2 separate regions of the Sus scrofa genome follow, and region 1 is linked to region 2. The links are chromatin contacts, called in public Hi-C maps. All regions are on one chromosome and are shown on one strand. Each heading gives the region's core, a stretch centred on a gene start, on an enhancer-like site or on the middle of the called end of the contact. The rest is flanking DNA. Distances are from core to core; before and after follow the strand shown.

Region 1 (6,501 bases), core at 1,636-4,135, 140 kb after region 2:
AGAGCACAAGATGAGGAGGAGGCAGCATTGGAACACGTGTAGGGCTCCCAGGCCGGAGACACCTGAACCTTCCCTCTTCCACGAGGAAGTTGCAAGAGGAAGGCAGCCCCTGGAAAAGAACCACGTCTGGGGATGAGATTCTGGAAGATTTACTCCGCAAGAGGATTGCCTGGTTGGGACAGGAAAAGGGGAGGGGTGGCTTTGGGACAGCAACACCAGAGGCCCCGACTGCCCAAAAAACACATGGCCAGCCAAGGTCATTGGTGGCCCCATGGACAGGCATTCATAGGGAAAAATAATGAGGTGTCTAAGGAGGGGAATTATTATAGAAGAAAGGGAGCCGCCCCAAGAACCTGCACCAAAGGAAAAAGGAAACAGAGCCAATGGCTCAAGGGAATAATCTCTTAAAATAAGACCCAACATGGAGTTCCCGTCGTGGCGCAGTGGTTAACGAATCGACTAGGAACCATGAGGTTGCAGGTTGGTCCTGCCTTGCTCAGGGTTAACAATCCGGCGTTGCCGTGAGCTGTGGTGTAGGTGCAGACGCGGCTCGGATCCCGAGTTGCTGTGGCTCTGGCATAGGCCGGTGGCTACAGCTCCGATTCGACCTAGCCTGGAACCTCCATATGCGGGAGCGGCCAAGAAATAGCAACAACAACAACAACAAGACAAAAGCAAAAAAAAAAAAAAATAATAAGACCCAACAACTATCCTCAGAGAGAGGAGTGGAGATACAGAAAACAGGAAGCTAGAAGAAGCATAAAATGACGAAGGAATTCAAAGGATAGAATGGGCGTAAAAACGCAGTGAAATACTTAATGGCTGCATTGACTAGCAGGTGGGTATCGACAAAGAACAGTTAGTGGGTAGAAAGTCCATTTTTAGCAACTCTCCTGGAAGCCACCAGAAAGAGATCAAGAATAAAATTAAGACACAGAGGATGGAAGCAAAAAATAGAAATCTAAGTCATAATGGAAATTTCATAAGAAGAAAAAACAATGGGGAGGGATGAACTATTGGAAGAAAAAAAAATGACCAAGAATTTCTGGAAGAGACTCAAGTTGAAAAAAGTCCAGATTGTAGGGGGGGAAACGCACTTGGACAGAATACAACAAAACTAATTTTTTTCATCAAACTTGGGACGTTTTTGTCATTATTTTTTAGAATATTATTTTCTTCGTATTTCTCGTCTCCTTCTGGAACTCCTGTCATGTGTATGTTGGTATGCTTAAGGGAATCCTGTAGGGCTGTTTTTTCTTTTTTTTTCTTTTTTTGTCTTTTTGCTATTTCTTTGGGCCGATCCCGCGGCATATGGAGGTTCCCAGGCTAGGGGTCGAATCGGAGCTGTAGCCACCGGCCTACGCCAGAGCCACAGCAACGCGGGATCCAAGCCACGTCTGCAACCTACACCACAGTTCACGGCAACGCTGGACTGTTAACCCACTGAGCAAGGGCAGGGACCGAACCCGCAACCTCATGGTTCCTAGTCGGATTCGTTAACCACTGCGCCACGACGGGAACTCGCCTCTGTTCATCTTATTCATTCTTTTCCTTGGACTGGGTAATTTCTGTTCATCTACCTTCAAGGTGCTGATTCTCTCTTCTTCAGCCCAGATTTGCTCTTGAGGCCCTTTTAGTGATTTTTTTCCACTTCAGGGATTATGCTTTTCAACTCCAGAATTTCTCTTTGATTCTTTTTTTGTAATTTCTATTTTCGTTGTCGTTGTTCATAGCCCCTATTTGGTGAGACATGGTGGTCATACTTTAACCCTTTACATACAGCATCCTTTAGTTCTTTAAACATATTCGTAATAAATAGCTGATTTAAAGTCTCTGTCTACTAAATTAAACATTTGTGCCCCCTCGGGGATATTGTCTGCTGACTGTTTATTATTATGTGGCATACTTTTCTGTTTCTTTGCACATCTTATACATTTTTTTGTCAAAAATGAGACATTTAAAATAATATATTCTGGTGTTCCTGTTGTGGCTCAGTGGTTAACGAACCCACGAGTATCCATGAGGTTGCAGGTTCCATCCCTGGCCTTGCTGAGTGGGTTAAGGATCCAGCGTTGCTGTGGCTGTGCCGCAGGCCAGCAGCTGTGGCTCTGATGTGACCCCTAGCCTGGGAACCTCCATATGCCACGGGTGTGGCCCTAAAAAGACAAATAATAATAAATTAAAAATAATAAAATAATATATATAATGACCTGAAATCAGATTCTTTCTTGGTCGTTGTTGCTGGTTTTTTGTTGTTTTTCTTGTGTTACTTATTTGTTACTGATGTTTCTGAATGAATTCTATTGAGTCTATATTCCTTGCAGTGTGTAGCCCTTGAGTTCTCTGCTGGCTTTTTTTTTTTCTTTTTACGTTCTTATTTTAGAGTCTGGGTTCCTAGGGTTCACTCCAAGTTCAGTATAATTTAGTAGTAAGTCAGTGATCGGTCTAAAGCTTTCCCTCAATGCCTTGCTTGTATGTCTTCTACCCTTTGACACAGGTCTGGGTGTAGAGACACACATTTGAACTGCGGGTAGTTTACAGACAGACTCAGCTTTCACTTCTTGGGTACCCGGAGCCTGAAGGTCAATCTGAGGTGAGTGTCTGGGGCCTTTTTCCAAGGTCTACACACACACACACACACACACAATACATATATGCATAGCCTTCTAGATCTCCAGGAATACGGTGGAGCTTTTCAAAGTTTCTTGTGGTTTCAAGCTCTCCAGGATTCCTTCAAAACTGCTGTTGGCCAGACTTGTGTTTGCTCCAGCCGAAATCACCACCTTAGCAGCCAAGATATCATTCGCAGCTTGCTATCGTTTTTTGATGATGGCTTGGCGATAAACCCTCTCCCCTCATCCCAGCTATGAGTCACATCAAATAGTTACAATACCTTATGAACTGAGATTTTTTTCAGGGAGCCTCTCACTTGGGCAAAGGATTGACTGTGTTCTAGGACTGCGCTTGGAACAGAGTCCCAAAGGAAATGAGTCGTCTCCGTGGGCTTTCAGCCTGCTGACGTTTCATGGCTCCTGGGCCACCAAGCTGGGGAGGGAGAGAGGATGGGGACAGCGGCAAGTTAAAATGCCACGGACACCACCGTCTGGTGGAAGTTCAATGGTTTCTCTCGGGTCGATAACTCTCAGTTCAGTGGCTTTTGTACATTTCTAGAGTTCTAACACGGTTGACTTTAGTTGTGTTGCCAGTATTTTTGTTGGGTTTTGGGGAGCGTGGCTCACCGAGACCCTCACTTCACCATTCCAGAAGCTCATCTCCCTTGAAAGCCTTTTTATTTATTTTTTATTTATTTATTTTATTTTTTGTCTTTTGTTGTTGTTGTTGTTGCTGCTCTTTCTTGGGCCGCTCCCGTGGCATATGGAGGTTCCCAGGCTAGGGGTCCAATCGGAGCTGTAGCCACCGGCCTACGCCAGAGCCACAGCAACGCGGGATGCGAGCCGCATCTGCAACCTACACCACAGCAACGCCGGATCCTTAACCCACTGAGCAAGGGCAGGGACCAAACCCGCAACCTCATGGTTCCTAGTCGGATTCGTTAACCACTGCGCCACGACGGGAACTCCCTTGAAAGCCTTTTTAAAAGAGAAGACCCTCAGTAAGATGGGGAGATGAATCCAGGATGAAGCCATGAGATACGCAAAGAGGAGAACATACCCTAGAAAAGGATAATGTTGCCTGAATGGGCAGTGCTTCTCCCGTGGTGGGAATATACATAAATGAGACAGATAATTCAGGAATAAATTAGAAGCATGGCTGGGGAAGGGACGGGGAGACTTGACGGAAGGAGAACAAGCCAGAGGGTGATGAACTCATGCTAGGGGACCTGTCCTGTTTAAGGAAACACACCGATTTGTTAAGCTTAGGGAGTTGATGGGGGAGGAGTTCCCACTGCGGTACCATGGGTTAAGAACCTGTCTGCAGCGTCTCGGGTTGATGTGGAGGCACAGGTTCGATCGTCGGCCCAGTGCAGTGGGTGAAAGGATCGTGGCATTGCAATGGCTGTGGCACAGGTCGCAGCTTGGATTCAATCCCTGGGCCTGGGAATTCCCACATGCCACGGGTGCAGCCATAAAAAGAAAGAAAGAAAAAAAAAAGCTGACGGGGGTTGGGGGGGTGGGAAATATGCATAATTAAGGGTCAAAAGTTAGGGTTAAGCATGAGAAGAGTATAAATGAGATATGTTATTTTCTGGTTTTGTTTTTGTTTTTTTCTTTTTGCCTTTTCTAGGGCCGCGCCCGCAGCATATGGAGGTTCCCAGGCTAGGAGTCTAATCGGAGCTGTAGCTGCCGGCCTACACCACAGCCACAGCAACTCGGGATCCGAGCTACGTCTGCGACCTACACCACAGCTCACAGCAACACCGGATCCTTAACCCACCGAGCAAGGCTGGGGATCGAACCTGCAACCTCATGGTTCCTAGTCGGATTCGTTAACCACTGCGCCATGACGGGAACTCCTGGGATACATTATTTTCTACAGAATAATGTGATCTTGCCAATCGAAAGTAGAAAATCCAAACTTTTCAACTGAAGGAAAGACCTTTTGACCATTCCGAGATGGAAAGGAGGAGAAAGCAGAGTAAACAGAAAACACAAAATGAGAAAGTCCTAACACAACGTGAATGAATCAAAAGATGACTGAGACCCACAAATCAGTGACTCTTCGATTGGCTATAAAATAAGTTGCAATAATATATTTTTTGGTGAGAGACCATTTAAACAAAATTGGAAAATCGAACGTTAAAAAATCCTGGCACATTAAAAATGAAAGAACTCCATGGTAGCAATTTTAACATCAGAAGGAAAAAAAAAATGAATTTAGGGTAAAAAACAACAAAGGACAAATAGAGATATTATAACATTAATAAGGAATAATAAATCAAGAAAAATAATTATAAACATACACAGGCCCGGTCATGTCCCTCAAAATATATAAAGCAACAAACAGCAAAAATGGGGGAAGGTGGGCGGGTCAATGTAGGGGGAGGGGATTAAGAGGTACAAACTATTTTTTTTTTCTTTTTTTCTTTTTGCCATTTCTAGGGCCACTCCCGAGACATATGGAGGTTCCCAGGCTAGGGGTCTAATTGGAGCTGTAGCCTCTGGCCTACGCCACAGCCACAGCAGCACAGGATCCGAGCCACATCTGCGACCACACCACAGCTCACAGCAACACCGAGTCCTTAACCCACGGAGGGAGGCCAGGGATCGAACCCTCAACCACATGGTTCCTAGTCGGATTCGTTAACCACTGAGCCACGACGGGAATTCCGGTACAAACTATTATATATAAAATAAACTAGAAGTATATATTGTACAACATGGGGATGCCAGCCAATATTTTATAATAACTCTAAATGGAGTATAAACTTTATTTATTTTTTTATTTTTTTAGGGCCGCATTCTCGGCGTATGGAGGTTCCCAGGCTAGGGGTCCAATCAGAGCAACAGCTGCCGGCCTACACCACAGCCACAGCAACGCCAGATCCTTAACCCACTGAGCAAGGCTAGGGATCGAACCTGCAACCTCATGGTTCCTAGTCGGATTTGATTCTGCAGCAGCGCGACGGGAACCCCGGAGTACAACCTTTAAAACCTGTGACTCACTCTATTGTCCACCTGTAACTGACATAATATTGTATAGCAACTGTACTTCAATAAATAAAATAAAACAAAAAAAACTGAGGGAAACAGATAAACCAACAATTATATCTGGAGGTTGTATCACGATTCTTTCAGAATATGATATATCAAGCAGGTCAAATATAAGCAAAATAGAACATCTGACTAACAATTAATAGTCAAACTAAAATATGTGTACACACAGAACACTTTATATCTAACAAACAAAGAAAATCCCCACAAATTACAAAGAATGGCATGGCTTACATTTCCCAACCATAGAGAAAGAAAGTTAGAATTTAATAAAAGAACTCCTTTTTTTTTTTTTTCTTTTTTCTTTGTAGGGCTGCACCTGCGGCATATGGAGGTTCCCAGGCTAGGGGTCAAATCAGAGCTGTAGCCACCGGCCTACACCAGAGCCACAGCAACGCCAGATCCAAGCCACGTCTGTGACCTACACCACAGCTCATGGCAATGCCGGATCCTTAACCCACTGAGCAAGGCCAGGGATTGAACCCGCATCCTCATGGTTCCTAGTCAGATTCGTTAACCACTGAGCCACAATGGGAACTCCAGGAGGAAAATACTTTTGAAAATGCAAGGCATGATCCTGGCTCATAGCCCTGGAGGTTGGTGTAGCCAGGCTGTGAGAACCCCTGAAATCCTTTCTTTCCCAAACAGGTCAAATTCCTCGTGGGGCGGAGAAGAGCCCTCCTGGCCCTACACTTGCTCCGGTCTTGCTAAGTCTTTGGTAGCTGGAGCGCCAAGGAGCAGCAGCTTTGCTGAAGGAAGAAGGCAGCTCCCCTCCTCCAGAGGAATCTCAAGCTCCTTTAGCACAAAAAGAACAGATCTGGGAGCTCTA
Region 2 (6,289 bases), core at 840-3,339:
GTTTGTGATTCGTGAAAGCAAGTTTATGTCCAAGAATTCTACCTCTGTTCATGCGGTCGAGGAGTATTTCCTAGGCAACGACTATGTGCCAGGCACACTCTGCGTCTTACTGATGCACTACCCCCTGCAAGCTAAAGTTCAGGGAAAACATTAAGCTCTCTTCTGTTTTTGATTAAAAAAAAAAAGTCTGTTCAGGGGGGCCATGTGCTCGGGGTCCTCCACACGGGCCCCTCTCATGCGATGGACCCTCTTTGTAGCCCACTGACGTACAGCTACTGCTCACATCTGTAAGTGAAACCCTAGCCGGGTGAGCCCCGGGAGCTGGTGTGCGCGTCACGAGCAGGTGCACGAGCTGCTTGCTGTCCGCCTGCCCAAGGAGACGTCCCACCCGACTGTGCTGTGTCCTGTGTCCTGCGGCGGCCGGTGGCCCCCTTCTTACACAAGGAAATGCGATGGAATTTGGTAGAGTGGGAGGGGGTGGGGGTTTTGTTTTGTTTTTATTGTCTGTTTTTAATTATCACATAATCAAAACTATCGACTAATTCTTCTAACTTTCACATGCAAGTTTACTACTGTGAATAAGAATGTGTCACGTGGCCTTGGTTTTGCATCCTCATTCATACCTCTTGCTATCATTTTCTTGGTCACCATTTGGGCCTCAGCAAAACTAGGATAGTGCAAAGCTGAGGACAGAGGGAATACTGGGGGTGGGGAGCACTGCGTCTCTTTAGGGACTGATGGGTTTTGTTTCTTAAATAAATGCACACAGAAAAAAAAATTGGGATAGTAATTCCGTTTACCTTACAGGATGGCTGTTGTGGCTTAAACAATACACATTCAAGCACTGAGCCCAGTGCCTGGCACACTCTGACAGTCAATAAAGGGTCACGCTAGCACTAACGATAGTATTAACAATACCACATGCTGGCAAGCCCCATCTTCCTCATTCTGTACTCAGAGACTTGGCTTGGGAACCCAGTAATGGGGGGTTTAACATTTACCCCCGTTAACTATTCTGTTAGTTTTAATCCACCATTCAACCTGTCCAGAGCTTTTCTTTTTTCTTTTTTTTCTTTTTAGGACCACACCTGCAGCATATGGAAGTTCCCTGGCAAGGGGTCGAATTGGAGCTGCAGCTGCCAGCCTCCACCACAGCCACGCCAGCCAGATCTGAGCCGCATCTGCAGCCTATGCTGCACCTGCAGCCTATGCCGCACCTTGCGGCAATGCTGGATCCTTAATCTGCTGAGCAAGGCCAGGGATCGAACCTGCACCCTCATGGATACTCGTTGGGTTTTTAGCCCACTGAGCCACAATGAGAACTCCTGAAGAGCCTCTGAGAATTCTGCTTCTTTCCATTAAATGTATTTCTTTTCCTCTTAGTGTCATGTCACCTATAAATTTTATGCGCATGCATCCTACATCTTTTTTGTTTTGTTTTGTTTTTTGTCTTTTTGCCTTTTCTAGGGCCACTTCCCATGGCATATGGAGGGTCCCAGGCTAGGGGTTGAATTGAAGCTGTAGCCGTCAGCCTACGCCAGAGCCACAGCAACTCGGGATCCGAGCTGCATCTGCAACCTACACCATAGTGCACGGCAATGTCGGATCCTTAACCCACTGAGCCAGGCCAGGGATCGAACCCACAACCTCATGGTTCCTGGTCAGGGATTCGTTAACCACTGCACCACGACGGGAACTCCTGCATCCTGCATCTTCAAGGACACGGATTAGATGTTGGTAAGGGCAGACAACGTTCGGCGCACACCCTGACACCCAGCCAGTCCCCGTCATTAATCAGCACCCCAAGAACAACTCTGCACCCACAACACAGGGATACCCCAGAGAAGTCCTAATTCTCCAGTAAGTTGACAGCACAGCCTCAAGTAACGGGAGGAATATTTTCATGCCTTTCCGAGACGGTTAACAACAGATTCTCAAATCTTTCCTGGCAGGTATATTAAGCTCAATAGTGTAGAGCTTCTTCCCCTTTAAAAACATTGGAATTATGTACGTGAGCCCATGGAGACTCCTCTTCCACACAGTCCTTCAAACACCAGGGGGCCAAGTCATCTCAATTGCGAGACCGCGTCTATTTAGACGAGGAAATGTGGATTCAATTAGAGCAGGAGTGTACGTTTGCCAATTTCTTCTCCCATATAAGGCAAAGTTTACCCATTCATACAAGTGCTTTTCTGCATATAAAGATCCATCTTCTCAACAGAGACACAGAATCAGCCACAAAAAAAAAAAAAAAGGCTGATGATTCTTCTTTCTCCATTAGCTAATGGCAATTTATCACAGTTGTGGCCATTTCTTAACATTCTTTGGCTCTGAACTTAAGAAAGGGTTACTCATTGAATCTTTTTTTTTTTTTTTTGAAGCCTAAGTTCATTTTGGATTGCAAGCCTCTCCTTAGTGATCGAAGCCACGAGTCTCGCCCTGAAGCACTTCCTGTTTGCCTCTAAGGACCTGCTATGTAATAAGCATCCAGATATACCTGAGGAGGAAATGGGTATTATTCTTACTAGCTCCCTCACACGACCCTTCAGACTCAGCGCCCAGGCAGCCTCTCCATGACCTGGGACTGATGGTAAGTAGACGCAGCATCGCATTTTCTTTCTCTTTTTGGCCTCGCCCTCGACAATCAGAAGTTCCCAGGCTAGGTTTGAACCTGCGCCACAGCAGTGACAAGGCTGGATCCTTATCCCACTGAGCCACCAGGGAACTCCAACATACTGTTTTCTGAAGATCGTGGAACCGTTTCATAAGAACATCATAGATTTTATTATATCCTATAGAATTTATGTTTTTTAAAAAAGAGAGGCAGTTATTATAGATTTCTCTTAGTGCTAGGAAGTCCCATGTTTAAATGCAGTCTTGTTGAGCAATAATATTAAATGCTACGTTCTACTTTTCAAAAAAAACTCCTCCATAAACCGTTGTATCTGAAGCCACAGCGCAAATGATTGACTCTTCAAACATATATTTCATTCTAAATCCAAGAGGAAACAATTGCAACCAACCAGCTGACACACGCTGTTCAACTTACGTCCTTTTTCATGTATTTCAATTAAAAATATTTTATGATCTTTTTCTCCCCAGTGATGCATCCACCTTGTCTATTATTCTTCCTATTGGCCCTTCTTGTTGGTTTTAAAACTAATTTGACAGAGCTTTGATTATACTGGCTTGTGGTGGAGACCAAATTATATAAAAACTGGATGCTTTTTTCTTTTTTTGGCCCTGCCCACAGCATGTGGAAGTTCTGGGCCAGGGATCAAACCCACACCACAGCAGCAACCCAGGCCACTGCAGTGACAATGCCAGATCCTTAACCCACTGTGCCGGGGCCAGGGATCGAACCTCATCTGAGTGCTCCCAAGACACTGCCAATCCCGTTGTGCTGCAGTGGGAGCTCCCAAAACTAGATGCTTTTTTTATGATTAATTTTATTTTTTTTCCTTCTTTTTTAAATAATGATTTTTATTTTTTTCATTATAGCAGATTTGCAGTGCTGCTGTCAATTTTCTGCTGCACAGCAAGGTGACCCAGTTACACATACATGTATACATTCTTTTTTCTCACATCGTCATGCTTCATCACAAGTGACCATAGTTCTCAGTGCTATACAGCAGAAAACTAGATGCTTTTTAACGTAAAAATTAACATGAAGTATTTATGAAGCAATAAACATACTTACCAGCTGTCTACAGAAAATGGCTACATTGTCCAGTCTAAAGAATTCATAATTCTTCCATAATAAACATCTATTACTTTTTAATCTTAAAAAAAAAAACCCAAAACTTAAAGCCCTCTGCAGAAAAGACATTGAGACATTTAAAAAAAAAAAATTACATTTAAGAAAGTCTGAGTATTTAGTATTCTGACATTTGCAGTTACCTTGCAGCATGCATCTGTAAGCAGATTCGGATATAGCATAGATGTGGGGAGGCATCTCGTGGCGTTTCTTCCCTCTGTACATTTCAATAATATTCTCAGAGTAAATTGGGAGATTCTTGTAAGGATTTATGACTACACAGAAGAGTCCAGAATAAGTCTAGAAGAGATAAAAACACAGTACAGGGTTAAAAAACAAACAAAATCAAACGACACACAGCAGAACAGGGTCCAATCAAGAGACAAACCACACCGTAATTTGAACAGGGGAACTTGATCATTTGCGCAATTAATCTATCTCTAAAATTAAATCTAGCCCATAATGGGCAATTCCAAACCACAAGTCGTTCTTCCACGGATAGCTTATTAAGTAGTACTCTGCTAGAGTCAATTCCCTCATCTGTCAAATGGAAACAGTAACACATGCCTCATGGCTTCACGAGGTCGTCGTTCAAACAAAATGCCATTTGCCTCTTCGCACTCATTCTCTCACGAGTGTACAAGGTATGAGAAGTCCATTAATGCAGTTTCAGACTCCAGATCGCAACTCATCTTTCAGAAAATACCACTGTTCAAGTCTGGGTACCGTACGTAGCAAAGAAAAATGACCACAATCATCTGAAAAGGTTATTATTAAAGCGATTTTTTTCCCTACGGTTCGATCGTTTTTACGCTTGTAAATTTTTTTGCTTTGGAACATGCAGCTTTTTTCCTAACATAATTTACGTCAACCTGTTGTAGGTGTATTTTTTAAAGAACTGACAAATATTTTACCATTTTATTTCCACTTCTGAACGCAGTCAACCTCATGCAAGAGAACCCACATAAACAAAAGCTCTTTCGGGGGCCCTCCATCGTTTTTTAAGAGCCGCTCGTCTGGAAGATACGAACTTTCCTGGTGAGGAGGCTAATCAGTGCTTGGAATCAATACTATGAGCACGTTGCCTCTGGAGGTTTTTGAATTCACACAGAACGATTTCTGAGAACTGAGTCTGGGAATTAAGGAAAAACAAGAGTGGTCAGGATGGCTGCCAGATGCCCTGGTCCACAGGCAACAGCTGTGTTCGGAAAAGCTGCGGCCTTGGCAGCGGCCACCAGGAGGCACTCTCGAGACCATTCTATTCTGAACACCGCAGTTGATGCTGAGAGGGGAAAGGCAGCCCCCCAAAAGTTTACGTCAGTCAGAGTGTAAGTCATCAGAAGCACTTCTCTGGCTGTTCCCTTTTATCTTTGCTTCCCTCCCAGAGGAGGCTCAGGCGTGGGATGCACTTCCTACCTAGATTAGGGCTGGGAAGGAGACAAAGGCAAAGCAAGGACTCTGCCCTGAGCTCACTGATTTGGGCCTTTGCCTGACTTCCGCCCTGGCCACATGGACGCCGGCCCTGTTTGGCCGAGGCCACAGCAATCAGCTGCCCCTCCCTCGCTGAGCACCGGGGCTGCAGCCGTGGCTTTCCTGCCATTGAGCATCACACCTCCCGGAGCGGGGCTGGCTCTCGGGCCTCCCACCCCAGCGGCCTGGCACCTTCTACCAACCCAGTCCCTTGTCTAGCCAGCCCAGCCTCTCTCTGCCACCCACAGGACAAGACGGCAACGAGAGACACTAAAACCAGAGACGTTACTAAGGGTGAGAAAACTCAGGAGAGGCAATCTCAACATTATCATTTTTTTATTGAGTTGAATTTATACATAGGAAATCTGCCAAATCGTAACTATACATCTCAACTGAACTGTCATATACACAACCTCCACTTTTTTCTTCAAAAATGACCTAAGGCTGCAGATTGTGAGGCTGCAAATTCTGCACCTCATGTCCTTCTGTAAGAGACAAACACAGATTGGCGAAAAGAAAAAGAAAGGAAAGGAAACCTAAAACCTCCGAGTTAAAATACGCAAATTCAGTGTAACATCCCGAAGCACGTCCAGCACGGTCACATCATCACCAGGACATTTGTGATCAGATGTCATCTGAACATGTGTCTCCACCATGTGTTGGGTACTTTTCTGAGGACTAGGGTTACAAAGATGAGTAAGTCTCACAAATATGAGTAAGTCATCAAAAAACAAGGTTGAATAACCATCGCTATTCTATGCTTGCCAAAGAGGAGCAGTAATAGAGGTTTAAGTGGAAAACACAAAACCCGAGTGCTTAAAGAACTAAACTTCTAACTACCTCGAAAATGAGCTCAAATGTTGGGCTCCTGCATAACTGATCGCTGAACCAGTGCTGGGTCGCTTTTGTCTTCCTTAAGTCACATGCAAGGAGGGTGATGTGCTGGCAATTCCTCTGGTAGCCTCAAGTTCCAATTGAACATCATCATCAAGTCTTTGATTGACTACACACACAAGATACTACGGCACCTTCACGAAGCATACACTCTAGGGGAGTTCCCAC

The links. A called contact is a pair of places that touch in the nucleus more often than the background predicts.
Region 1: a Hi-C map of embryonic fibroblasts shows a contact between it and region 2, with 2.0 times the contacts expected there. The contact joins two enhancer-like sites. A contact is called at or near these places in 1 of 5 promoter capture datasets (liver), 18 of 47 Hi-C or Micro-C datasets (embryonic fibroblasts, epiblast stem cells, fetal heart ventricle and 10 more) and 1 of 2 datasets of contacts at active chromatin or transcription factors (skeletal muscle).

The regions. Positions count from the first base shown.
Region 1 is chr12:53,893,441-53,899,941 of Sscrofa11.1, forward strand. No RefSeq gene overlaps it. Among named protein-coding and RNA genes, the nearest start is that of CCDC42, 13 kb to the left of the region's middle. Within about 2 kb of position 2,886, at least 4 of the 83 cell types and tissues checked have an H3K27ac peak or open chromatin away from gene starts, as enhancers often do. A contact at or near this core is called in embryonic fibroblasts, where this site is marked.
Region 2 is chr12:53,755,407-53,761,695 of Sscrofa11.1, forward strand. MYH10 (myosin-10) reads right to left here. Exons shown (of 44, transcript XM_021067863.1): 3 at 3,901-4,057. Among named protein-coding and RNA genes, the nearest start is that of MYH10, 23 kb to the right of the region's middle. Within about 2 kb of position 2,090, at least 5 of the 83 cell types and tissues checked have an H3K27ac peak or open chromatin away from gene starts, as enhancers often do. A contact at or near this core is called in embryonic fibroblasts, where this site is marked.